Linked DNA regions of Mus musculus: regions 2 and 3 are each linked to region 1. The links are chromatin contacts, called in public HiChIP or PLAC-seq maps. All regions are on one chromosome and are shown on one strand. The core of a region is the stretch at or near the end of the contact, and the rest is flanking DNA. Distances in the headings are between cores, read along the strand shown.

Region 1 (4,114 bases), core at 1,075-3,574:
GGTATCAAGTTATGACTTTTCTCTTTAAAGTCAACATCTTAGGGAGGTGAAGCTAAGGTAAAGAATTGTTAGTGGTGAGCTATCGCGTGTGACAGACAGCTTGGGCCTGTTTCTCAGCAACATCTCCCCAGATGCGTTTTCCTCAGACCAAATGACTTTGCTTTCCTAATGCTTCAAATTCCCCTCCTCAACCTCCCCAGAGCTGATGTCCTTAGAGGAGAGAGAGGCAGAGGCTGTGTGAAGATGAAGTAGTGGCCGCAGCAGGGACCACAGGTATCATCAGGAGCTGGCAGATGCCAGAAAGGATCCTCCCTGGAGCTCTCAGAGGGAGCACAGGGCCCTGCCTGGTTAATACTTCTGCCTCCAGAACCAGGAGATGGTACCATTCTGGTATTTTTAAGCTGCTGAACCTTTTGATCTGTTAGAGAAGCTAAGACCTGGAAGAGTGAGGTCAAAGAAGAGGCCCACACAGTGTGACTCTCAGTGTAGAGGACATAGACTCCCAGATCTGCTGTCCTCACCCAGCACCAAGGAGCAACCCAGCCTGCAGGACACAGAACACATGCTCGGTGGACATAGGACCATGCTGTTTCCGTTTGTCCGGTGCACAGGCCCTAGCACTTGACCGTGGAGGTGATAAATGAGCCCTGCTCCAGTGAGGGTAAGCAGAAGAGACACAGCACAGGCCTCCTGAGCACCAAGTCACCAGCTGCTGTCCGGGGCCCCAGAGTTTCTGATTCCGTGCATGAATGGGGTAGATGTTGATAATGAATCAGGACCACACTGGAAACCTGATTGCAAGCCGGAGTGCTTCCACGGACATCCTAAGATGTGCGAAGCTTATGACCTCAACAACACAAAGTTCACCCTGCAGAGGAAACAACCAAAGGAAACCTCACCTCTCTGTCGCCACCACTGGCCAGCACCCGGTGTCTGCTCTCCCTTCCCATTGGCCAAGGCAACACCTCCCACCTTATGCAGTCACTAATCTTTCAGCGAACTCAGCTGTTACCCTGGGAGTAGCAACAGTTCAAGGGTAAAAGGAGCGTCTTCCTCCCAAAAGTCAGGGAAGGCAGGGCCGCTGCCTTTGAGAAAGGGCTTCCTGTGCTCCACCCCCACCCCCACCTCCCAGCAGGGTGGCTGGGAGTTCCTAAGGGCAGGTGATTGAATAAACAAAGCGAATGTGGAAGACTCATCAACCCTTAAAGGGTGTTCTGACCCATGCAAGAATATGGCTGAGCCTGGAGAACACTTTGCTAACTGGAAGAAGCCACAGAACAGAGGATCTGCACAGTCTGCCCACACAAGACACCTGGTGGTCGGGGTGGGGGTGTCTGACTCAAGAAGTAAAGTATTGACAACCAGAGACTGGGGAAGCCACGGCAGAGCTGTTGTTTAAAGGCCACGGAGCTTCAGCTTGGAAGATGAAGTTCTGTAGCCGGGACGATGTTGGTGAATGTACTTAATGCTCAGGATGGTCACTGAATACTGTATACATCACACGGACAAAGACAACTGTGGGGTGTGAGAGGGATAACTGAGCACTGGGGAGGAAGAAACAGAGAAATTGAGATGGTAGATGAGCTGAGGCTGGGGAGGCAGTCTCTTTCTCAATAAATAAATGAATAAATAAACAAATGATTGAAACCCATTTTCATGTCCCATCTTTAATGCTCCCCTGTAAACATCCAGAGCCTTAACTTCTTCAAGGCTGACCAGAAAGCAGAAAAATGGCCAGGCCAAGTATTACAATCTTGTAATCGCAGAGCTGGGGAGGAGAGATGCAGGAGGGTCAGGACGCTAGGTCTCTGGCTGCACAGCAAGTTCAAGGACACAGACACAAACTGCTATAGTCCCTTTATGCTTCCCCAAACAAGGTAGAGCGGTTCTCTGAGCTGTTGTTTGTTAAGTGGGATCCCAGCGGCGGCCCAAGCCCTTTAGACTGCCAAACATGCAAGTCCTGCTTTCTTGACTCAGTAAGTCCTAGCATGGTGCCTGGCGACCCGCTTATCAACCACAGATCAACCGGATCAATCAAGCCTCCTAGTGACCACTCACAAAGGGAGTCCGTGGCCCCAGATCCCTGCCACCACCTCCCCCTACGCCCACCCCGTTACTTGGGACAGCTTCATCTGTCCTGCTCCAGAGGGTCTGGGACCAGCGTCCTAGGGACAGGTATCCTGCAGCAGGGTTAAGCGATGTTAGCCTCGGTTCCTTCAAGGGTGGAGCCCAGCCGGCCCCGCCTTGCACTCCTACAGTCACACAGGTAGCCAGCTGGGCAGGGCCTGGAAACAAAGTAAGGGAGGCTGAACTCCTGCTTGCCAGTCGCCCGTCCGGAGCCTTGGAGCCACCACAATGGGTACGTGAGCACGGGCAGCTGGGGCGGGGTCGTCGGGATCAGGGACACTTCTGTCGCAGGGAGATTGCGGAGCAGGTGCCACCGGGGGATAGGGAACGACTCCTCACTGGCCGCAGGGAACCGACTGGTTGGAGGCTGGAAACCTGGGCAGGAGGTAGCCACTCTTGACGTTTCCTCCGAGGTGGTCAGACGCCAAGGTTGGGGGAATAAACGCACTACTCTCCGCCCTCCTACCTCTTAGACTCTCGGGTTTTCATTCTCTCGGTGCCAAGTGTCTGTGGCCTTGGAGTTGAGTGCTTTCTGCCGGTGATGGCAGGAAGGGCGTACTGGGGGCCTCAGGGCGCAACATGGAACTTTGGTTCTGTGCTTGCCTCTAGCAAAGAGGGTGACCCTGGAATTCTCATGGGAATCCCTGGCGCCTCTCTGTACCGTTCCTGGTTCTACTGCTGTCCTCAGAAAAGGCACACGAGACGAGAGTAGGAGTATCAGCCTATGAACTAAGAGGCAGCTCGGTGCCTGCCCTGCTTCAAAGTAAGCTGCCTCTGGGAGTAACTTAGAACCACAGACCTTGAGGCCACCGGTCCCCCTAAAGCTGGGGTAACAAGCTGACTCCCCCAAAATTCCGCTTTGATGGCCAACCCCTGCTTCTCGGGCTTCATGGACACTGGCAGCAGAGCTCCAGCTTGGTCTCCCTGCATCGTGTTCATGTTGCCCCTTGCTAGCCTTTTGTTCCTGCCTCAGTACAGAGCGCCCATGGGGGCCTGGTGACCCCCTGGGTCACAGCAGGAGTTTGAGAAGTAGCAGCAAGGGAGTGAGTCACACCTTGAACTTTGGCTGTAGCAAATTGCTGTTCGGAACAGATTTCTCATGTCATTTGAGATGAACAGCATCAGACTACATACTGCACCCAGCTTCTAAGAGGGGCTCCGGATCCCCCTCCCGGCTGCCGCTTGTACCTTGCAGAGAGCCGCCTTAAGATGCTTGTATTGGACTCTGATGCCAGGTCCCCAAGTTACCACAGGATCTGCTTTGTGTGAGATGCATTTTGCCCTTCTAACAGATAGCTCTGGTGGGAAGAAAAGAATACAGAACTGTTGGACGCATAGTGTTCCAAAGCAATGGGTGTTTCCTTATTGAACTAACTGGTCCTCTGCTGGAGTTTTGCTTGGCATGGGAATAGGGACCAGTGACTTGTAATCAAATCAGGCTTTGATTTGTGGATGTCTCAGCTTTTCAATATCAAGAGCAAGGAAATGGAAAAGATAATTAAAAGTTATAGTGACTCCCCCTGGTGAAAACAATGGTTGGCAGTTAGAGCTCGTCAGAATTGTTTCAGGTGCCATGTGATAGACTGTAACCCTAGGAATACTTGTGGAATGGAAGGAGCAGGAAGCAGTTCTTAGAGAAATGGGTGCCCTGAGCCACTGACTTCCTCCTGTGTGGTTCATGCCAGGGACCTCACTCCCCCTGGGAATCCAGGGGACGAAGTAATGAATGACTAGGAAGGAGAGAGACAGACATGGCACCCACAGACTATGCAGTAAATGGGATGTGGGCACCCATGACTGAACCTAAACACCCATGGTTGAAATCTTAAATTTTGACTTTTTTTTTTTAAGATTTATTTATTTATTTTATGTATGTGAGTACACTGTAGCTGTACAGATGGTTGTAAGCCTTCATGTGGTTGTTGGGAATTGAATTTTTTTGGACCTCTGCTGGCTCCGGTTAACCCCACGTGCTCAGTCCCTGCTT
Region 2 (4,114 bases), core at 581-3,080, 100 kb before region 1:
AAAATCATCCTAAGTGATGGGTTTGAATCCTTTCAGTTACTGCGGAACCAGAGATTTCCGGCCTCCTACCATCACGCTGTGGAAACCGTGGTGAACATGCTGATGCCACATATCACCCAGAAATTTCGAGATAACCCAGAAGCATCTAAAAATGCCAATCACAGCCTCGCTGTGTTCATCAAGGTAGTGACCTCCAGGGGAAGGGGACACTGCTTTCTAAGTAGCTCCCCAGCACAGTGATGCCCTCAGTACTCAGTACTCAGTACTCTGACAGGAGAGGGTAACTTAACCAGCAGACTAGAAGCCAAAGTTCCACAACTCATGGGTCTGAACTAATGGCTCTTGGCTTTTTTCCCCTAGAGATGCTTCACCTTCATGGACAGAGGCTTCGTCTTCAAGCAGATCAACAACTACATCAGTTGCTTTGCTCCCGGGGACCCCAAGGTAGCATGGCTGTTGGGCACTTTCGCTTGAGTTTAGCTGGCCCATTCACACCTGGAACTGCACCTGTTCTTATCAGAATTGTCTTTTTGTTCCTCACCTCATTCATCCCAAAACCTCTGAATTGAGTTGTTGATCACAGATCGTTTATCGAGACCTTATAACCATGTAACCTTTCTGGTAGAATTATTTTCCTTTATTACCTTCCAGCTTACTAATTTTTTAAATTGTATTGAGTCTGTGTAATTATAAGCTACTTGAAATCCTTTTTAGACATAGAGGAGCATAAATAATAACTGCCTTAAAGTCTGCTAAAGGCATTATTTAATGAAGTGTGTTTGGTTTTCACACAAATGCCTGTAAGCCATCCAACATACATAAAGACACAAGCACGTGGTCCCCACTAAGTGCTCATGCTCTTTGCTTCCAGTAGGTTTACTAGCATTCTAGATACAACATCCGGTGAGGTTTTCACGTCTAAGCATTTCTTCCTGCAGACTCTCTTTGAGTACAAGTTTGAGTTTCTCCGCGTGGTGTGCAACCATGAACACTATATTCCTTTGAATTTGCCGATGCCATTTGGAAAAGGAAGAATTCAGAGATACCAAGGTAACCCATCTCTGCATGGATTTATTTTCTAATGAAGAGAACCGTATCATTTTTAAATAAGAAAAGTATTGATTGAAATGTCATCCCATGATTTGATTTTATTCATGGATGAGGGTGTGTATAATTTTACATTCCTAAAATTGTTGATTAAAAAAAAAAATCTTACGTAGAAACTGGCTTTTCAGCAAACCTAGAGACAACCCATGCAGATGAGAGGCAGATCTGAAGCTCACTGGGGCTCATCAGAAGTAAACATCATGACTGTTTGTCACTTTAAAATCCTTTGTCTTATTTACTACATTTGTGTTTGTTTTGCTTTCCCCTCTTGTAAATTAGCTTCTCTTTCACCAACTGTGGAGTCAAATGACAGCCCAGTAGGTAGGTGTGGGTGGGGCTTAGGCTTGCCCTTGCACTTCCTCCATTAAAGACCCGAATGGAATGCAAGTGGCCATTCAGCCGCTTGTACACTGTCCAATCAAACCTGTCTATGCATATCTGGCCAGGCTTTATGATTCTGACGAATGGGTGCATTGTTTTCCTGTGGAGCTGAGACGTTGCTGTCACAACCCAGGAGATATGCTCCCGGGGTGCCTAGAGTCCCCACATTCTGTTTTAGGGAGCAGAACAAAGTCACCCCACCCCCACCCCCACCCCCCAGATCACATCTCACCTCCCGAAACACAGCTTTTGTCCGTGGAAGCGACAGGAGCTTAAGGCACATGGCTTTCCTGTGAGCTTTTTGTGTTTGCATGCTGAGTCCTCATGAGCTGCTCTGGACCCCCTGGGTCTGAAGGGACTTGAGCTCAGTGAGCTTTCCAGCCTCACTGAGGAGAGTGGGTCCTGTACATCAGTTTATTGGGGTCTCGTGCCAGACTCTGCCCCAGGCACAGAGACTGTAAGTCGTTTTCTTCCCTAAGAGATTTAAGGGAGCCCCTGCCTTACAGTTTAGTCTGCAGAAAGTGGACTAAAAACGCTGCTAAACATGATCATGCTGGAGAAACTCTTTCTTCCTACTGACAGGCTCCACAGGGACTTCTGCAGTGTGCTGGGGAGACTTTCAAGGACCTGCCAGGAAGGCTTTGGAAGTCAAACTGGGGTCTATAGGACTTTCTTGGATAATGGTGTCAGTGTCCTGACTCAGTCTTACTTTGTGCTTCCTGTGTGTGTGTGTGTGTGTGTGTGTGTGTGTGTGTGTGTGTGTGACTGCTTTTATTGATCCTCTTTTAGGGGATTCCTGTCTTCCTCCTTGGCAGATGAGCCCTCTCTCAGCTTTATCATGTAGCTTGTGATGAGTTACTGGGTGGTGCTTTGTATATTTCAGTTGTAGTTTAAGGAGGACATTTTAGAAAAGACTGCAGAAGTAACTTACTTGTTCAGTGAAAGCAGAATAAATAGGTTATGTGCTGGTGTGTCATTTAAAATACATTTGAGTTTTACTGTGACTATGAAGGCATTGATAACCAGAGAATAGACAGCTGACCTCACAAAGTGAATGATATTTAAATAAATCATTTGTATTCATCCTCTCCTTAATGATGTGGTTTTATCCAATTGATCTCTACTGTCGTTAGTACAATAACTTCATTCTTTTAGAAAAAAAATTATCAATAACGTTTTTAATATAATTGCTGTCAGATCTTCTAAAAACAGGCACTAAAACCAGTTCCATGTTCAAAATTCAGGGCAGCTATTTGTATCTGCTCAGGGCTCCTGTGGGAATTTATAGGTTAAGGAATAGAGCAGCCTTGCAGAATTGCCTGGTTTTTTGTTTTTGTGTGAGGCAGAGTTTTGTCACCTGTAGCCACACACGAGGTGGGCTGAGGGGCTCAGGCGACAGTGGACCCCCTGAACCTGAGTCCCACCTGCCTTTTCTCAGATCTCCAGCTTGACTACTCCTTAACAGACGAGTTCTGCAGAAACCACTTCTTGGTGGGACTGTTGCTAAGGGAGGTGGGCACTGCGCTCCAGGAGTTCCGGGAGGTCCGAGTCATCGCCATCAGCATGCTCAAGAACCTGCTGATAAAACATTCTTTTGATGACAGATACAATTCGAGGGTGAGTAGTTCCCAGGGGAGGGAAGAAGGGATGATAAATGCTCAAGCGGTGTAAGGAAATGACCCCTTAGACAAATCCTGTTAACAGGGCTGAGACTTTTTTTCTTGCCAGTGTAACGTCCTCTGCCATCCGGTGCTCAGCCAGGGAACACACTTACCATGTGTATCTTCTTTCAGAGTCACCAGGCAAGGATAGCCACTCTCTACCTGCCTCTGTTTGGTCTGCTTATTGAAAATGTCCAGCGGATCAACGTGAGGGATGTGTCACCCTTTCCTGTGAACCCGGGCAGTGTAAGTACGCAGGCTTGGTGACAACACCTCTGCACTGTCCTTGGGGATATTATCAGAGGGCTGTGGACTCTGTGACTTAGGATGATGGCGTTCTATTCTCTCATGTAGACAGTCACAGCCAAGGAGTCTTCAGGGCTGCAGGGGTGGGGGGGGGCGTGGTTCCTCACATCCGGTGTTGCTGGCAACCACCACTGCTCTTCGTGGTCATTCCACTTTGTCTCTGTCTGCACATGGTGTTCAGTCTTTGTGAGCCCACCCCTTTTTCTTAATAAAGACACAAGTGGCTGAATTCAGGGCTCCCCCAGTATGACCTCCATTTACAAGTAAGGTTGAATACTGTGCTACTGGTGGACGTGAATTTCAGGGAGCACTACTCACTGACTGCACACTCTCCCTTCCTTCTGCTAATGTCATGCTGCATAATACCCTTGGAAAATTACATTTCTTCTTTTAAAAGTTTTAAGATATATTTATTCTTATTTTACATATATGTGCTTTGTCCACATATATGCATGTTGTATATATGCAGCGCCTGTGGAAGCCCAAATAAGGGCATCAGCTCCCTGGAACAGGACTTCATGGAGCTGTGAGCTATCATGTGGGTGCTGGGGACCTGGGTCCCCTAGAAGAGCAGCCAGTCCTGGGCAATTACATTCTGACTAAGAATCAATCGATAAGCCTTTAGCCCTGGCTCTATTAATATCCCAATTCCATATGTG
Region 3 (4,114 bases), core at 493-2,992, 68 kb before region 1:
TCTCCGCTGCAGGGACGCACTTGTGGCACCTGTGTACACCTGTGTGCACCTGTGTGTACCTGTATATACCTGTATTACCTGTGTGCATACCTGTGTGCATACCTGTGTGCACTGTATGTACCTGTGTGCACCTGTGTGCGCCTATGTGCACCCGTGTGTACTTGTGTCTCCCTCCCTCCTTACAAACCCAGGGTGGAGTGAAAGAGAGATCCTTTTAGTTCTGCTCTCTTTTCAGGAGAAAGGTAAAGTTACCTATGTGTTCATTTGGAGAGAAAACAACAGCAGAGAGAGGCTTCATACTGATGTCTGCCTCCATGGTTTGAACTGTGATTTCTTTACTTGGAGACTGTGTGTGCAGACGGGCAGCATTACAGCTCTGATTGTTTTTATGCCGGTGAGAAGGGTCCACAGACAAATATCTCCTATGACATAAACCAGTCTGTGGACCCATTTCTTAAAATGTGCTCCTGAGTCCTCTGAGGAAGTCTGTGAGGCCCTGACTGAGCACAGGTCTGATGCTGGATTCCTTCAATACACCAACAAACATGACAGACCGAGGAAGAAGGTGGAGGCTCCAGGAACTGTCAATAATTGAAAGTTCTTTGAGGTCTTAAGTAAAACATAAGCTGTGTAAGGGAGAACTGGAGAGAAGGCTCGGGAGTTATGAGCGCTTACTCCTCTTACACAGGACCCAGGCTTCATCAGGTGGCTAAGTAGAGAGACTCTTGTCTCAAAAACGTAAAAGCAAACAAAATATATAAAGAGGCTCTTCAGGGCAAAAGTTTAACAACTGCTGTTGTAAATTGTCTAGTCTCAAATGGTTGTCAAGATTTAAGGCTAAGAGCTGGGCATGGTGGCACACGCCTTTAATCCCAGCACTCAGGAGGCAGAGGCAGGCAGATTTCTGAGTTTGAGGTCAGCCTATTCGACAAAGTGAGTTCCAGGACAGCCAGGGTTATACAGAGAAACCCTGTCTCGAAAAACCAAAAAAAAAAAATTAAAGTGGGGCCTGAGAGACAACTCGGCCATTAAGAGCGCTAGAGCGCTTGCTGCTGAGTTGTAAGGGCCCGAGTTGAATTCCTTGCACCCACACTTGGCAGCTCACAACCACCTGTAACTCAGCTCTAAGGGATCCAATGCCCTCTTCTGGTGTCTGTACACGCGTGCACTCATGAGTATATACACTCAGACACATACACAAAGACACACACAGAAATAAATCTTTAAAAAGGAATACTGTTAAATTAGGTTTAATCATGGTAGGTGGAATTTTCTAATTATCCTGGGGGGAACATAAGTTGTTAAGTCCATACTGATTACTCCATTCTTGCACCATGAAATGCCTGGACAGATGGTAGTTTGGATTTTTTGATTGATTGATTGATTGATTGGTTGGTTGGTTGGTTTTTTGTTTTGACTGGTTTCTTTGAGAGAAGGCATGTCCGTGCTTTCTCTTTGGTTGAGCCCATCAGCCCTGGGGCCAGGCTCCTCTGGAGCTCAAAACTTTATTTGGAATTAGGTAAGGAACACAGGAATGCTAGGATCAGTTAAGGATTTGAAAGTCTAGTTTCCAGTACCCTGCCCTGCAGGATGACATGAAGCTCACGTGTGCACGTCTGATCAAGTCACAGACTGAGGTAGTTTTTGTGAGCCTCTGAGGTCAAGTGCATACATCCCTTGGAGAAACCTATGGGTGGCACTACCTCTGAGTAAGACCTGAGCGTGCAACAAAGGCCATTTTATCAGCTGTTTTCAGAATATGGCTGAGCCACCCTGTCCTTGAAGCATAAAGTGGGTAAATCTTTAACAAGGTCCATAGAGCATGAAAGTCTGTAATGGTTCGGATGAGACACTGCGGGGCCATAAAGTCCTACTGTCAAGATTCAAAATAACAGGAAGTAACCAGTTCTCAGTGACAGGAAAACAGAAACTGCCATATTGGTCTTCAGGATGGTTGCTTGGATGTCTCAAGGGAAACAGTCTGTGAGGTGAACAATTTCTACCTAAGAGGAAGGAATTATGAGAGCTGACAGGAAAGAAGCCTGTGACCCAGTAATAAAAATCATAGCCCTTTAAATCCTCACAGGTTGATATGAGTAAATGCCGTCAGTGCCCTAATATGACAGTCAGGGAGCTACCTAAATGTGCACAGTTGTCTTAGCAGCAGGCCTGAGACCCACCCAGGGAGTGCTTGGCTCATCTCTCCTTCCTGGTGAAACCACAGAGTGACTTCCAGGTGCCTAACTACTGATTATACCAAAGTATCCGGTTCTCGTTCTCAGTGCATGCTAAGAAGTTAGGCTTGCACCTGCTAGGCTGAAGATTCTGAGTTCCCAAAGGTACCAGAATTATACTGGACTCCTGTAACCTTGAGATCACCCCCTTCGTGACTGATGCAATAACAGGATCCTGTCGGGTAGAGGCTGTACATTTGGAAAAGTGGAAAAAACTCTAATAAAGAGACTTTAGAAATTCAAAATGGAAGCCAAGCCTGGTGGCCAAGACGTGCACCTGCAGTCCCAGCACCAAGCAGCAAGCCAAGAGGATTGCTGCAATCTCAAGGTGACTGTAGAATGAGAAAAATCCTGTCTCAAAAAATTTTTTTAAAAAGTACAGATAGGAAAACCAAGGAAAGTGCCAGCTCTTCTCCATGACCCTTTCATGCCATCAGAGCCAGCACCACCTGGGAGAGTCTTAGGCTACCAAGTTCAGCTGCCAGCACGAGACTCAGCCTTGGCCCCTCTGGAACACAGCTTCTGTGTGCTGACCCTGAGGAAACACTTCTTAGAGTTTGTTTGTCCCAGCGAAGCAAGGGTTTTGCTTTAGCGGTTCTGGTCTCCTGTTAATCACAGCAGATTCTTCAACCCCAGCTGACCAGAAGCCACGGATGTGTGCAAAATATCACACAAGTGGCTCAGTGTAGTCTTTGCTTTCCTCTGAAAGGTCACAAGCCAGGCCTCCCTTGTCTGTACTGCCCCCCAAGTTTATCTTCTTAGTTCCTGCACGAACTCGCTAAGCTCTAAACACTTTTTTTGAGCCCAAAGTTCCAAAGTCTTTCCAGAATCCTTCCAAAAACAACATGGTCAGATCTATCACAGCAATACCTCCCTCCTGGTACCAATATCTGTGGCTGTGCTGAAACACTGTGACCAAAAGCAAAACTAGGGGAGCAAAGGGTTTATTTTACTTACAGTTCCACATCACATTTTATCATCAAAGGAAGTCATGACAGGAATCGAGAAGCAGATACTGATGCAGAGGCCATGGAGGGGTACCACCAACTGGCTTGCTCCCCATGGCTTGCTTAGCCTGCTTTTTATAGATCCAAGAACCACCAGCCCAGGAATGGTATCAACCATAACAGACTGGGTCCTCCCATATCAATCACCAAGAAAATGTCCTACAGTCTTGTCTACAGCTTGATCTTATGGAGGAGAATCCTTGATTGAGATTCCCCTGTCTCAGATGACATTAACTGTGCTGCACTGATATAATGTGAGCCATCACATATGGTGTCCTCTAGGTTCACAGCAGCCTACATCTCGCCCCTTTAAGTTAAAGGAGGAGAGGGGGAGATAGAAATATGAGCTTTAACTGGGACCCATCTCAGCCTAGGAGTCAGAAGATCAGCCATGTTGATGTGTCCATTTCAGGGCTAAGAGGAACTCTAGATGAGAAGGCAGAAAAGAGTTTATCCTTTCTATTCACCTCTGCGTAACCCCAAATCAGTACCGGTGGTAGTCTGCCCTTCTTCAGCTCTTGTACTATGAGAAGGTTTCCATCTCTTTCATAGTTTGGATAATACTGTGTTCTCTACATTGGTGTGGGTTTTGGTGGGTGGCTGTTCTGCTTAGACAGGCCCCAGTAGTAAGTATTCCTTGATGTCTGTGGTCCCTAGGTAGAAGAACACTGTTCTGGGGCTGGTGAGCGTGAATTTAATGAGAGTGACCAACGGAGCATGTTCCATTGGGTGTCTTTAAGAGAAACACATATAAATCAAGGCTGTATATTAATTGGATGATGTGAATGTAGCTAGAGGCTTGCAGGAATTGAGCTATGAATTTTCCTTAGAAGCTGGCCAACATTCATCTTCATAACTTCATTGATGGATGGA

Evidence for each region. HiChIP or PLAC-seq counts read pairs in DNA pulled down with a chosen protein or histone mark.
Region 2: a contact with region 1 is called in an H3K27ac HiChIP or PLAC-seq map of embryonic stem cells, with 7 read pairs. The contact joins the enhancer-like site here to the promoter of Slc15a1 in region 1. A contact is called at or near these places in 4 of 39 promoter capture datasets (cranial neural crest, embryonic stem cells, maxillary cranial neural crest and 1 more), 2 of 115 datasets of contacts at active chromatin or transcription factors (embryonic stem cells and intestinal villus epithelium) and 1 of 9 other capture datasets (pancreatic islet).
Region 3: a contact with region 1 is called in a CTCF HiChIP or PLAC-seq map of CD8 T cells, with 5 read pairs. The contact joins the enhancer-like site here to the promoter of Slc15a1 in region 1. A contact is called at or near these places in 6 of 39 promoter capture datasets (the 3T3-L1 cell line, cranial neural crest, embryonic stem cells and 2 more), 1 of 15 datasets of contacts at CTCF or cohesin (CD8 T cells), 11 of 484 Hi-C or Micro-C datasets (CD8 T cells, the MNK3 cell line, Sertoli cells and 8 more), 11 of 115 datasets of contacts at active chromatin or transcription factors (CD8 T cells, embryonic stem cells, intestinal crypt epithelium and 1 more) and 4 of 9 other capture datasets (adipose tissue, embryonic stem cells, liver and 1 more).

Annotation. Positions count from the first base shown.
Region 1 is chr14:121,503,464-121,507,577 of GRCm38.p6, reverse strand. Slc15a1 (solute carrier family 15 (oligopeptide transporter), member 1) reads left to right here and starts at 2,324. Exons shown (of 23, transcript NM_053079.2): 1 at 2,324-2,359. The coding sequence starts at 2,356.
Region 2 is chr14:121,606,092-121,610,205 of GRCm38.p6, reverse strand. Dock9 (dedicator of cytokinesis 9) reads left to right here. Exons shown (of 54, transcript NM_001081039.1): 28 at 37-183; 29 at 361-444; 30 at 939-1,050; 31 at 2,927-3,105; 32 at 3,282-3,395. Among named protein-coding and RNA genes, the nearest start is that of Dock9, 90 kb to the left of the region's middle. Within about 2 kb of position 1,830, at least 33 of the 459 cell types and tissues checked have an H3K27ac peak or open chromatin away from gene starts, as enhancers often do. A contact at or near this core is called in embryonic stem cells and stem cell-derived epiblast-like cells, where this site is marked.
Region 3 is chr14:121,571,254-121,575,367 of GRCm38.p6, reverse strand. All of the region lies in intron 46 of Dock9 (dedicator of cytokinesis 9), which reads left to right. Among named protein-coding and RNA genes, the nearest start is that of Slc15a1, 68 kb to the right of the region's middle. Within about 2 kb of position 1,742, at least 12 of the 459 cell types and tissues checked have an H3K27ac peak or open chromatin away from gene starts, as enhancers often do. A contact at or near this core is called in CD8 T cells, where this site is marked.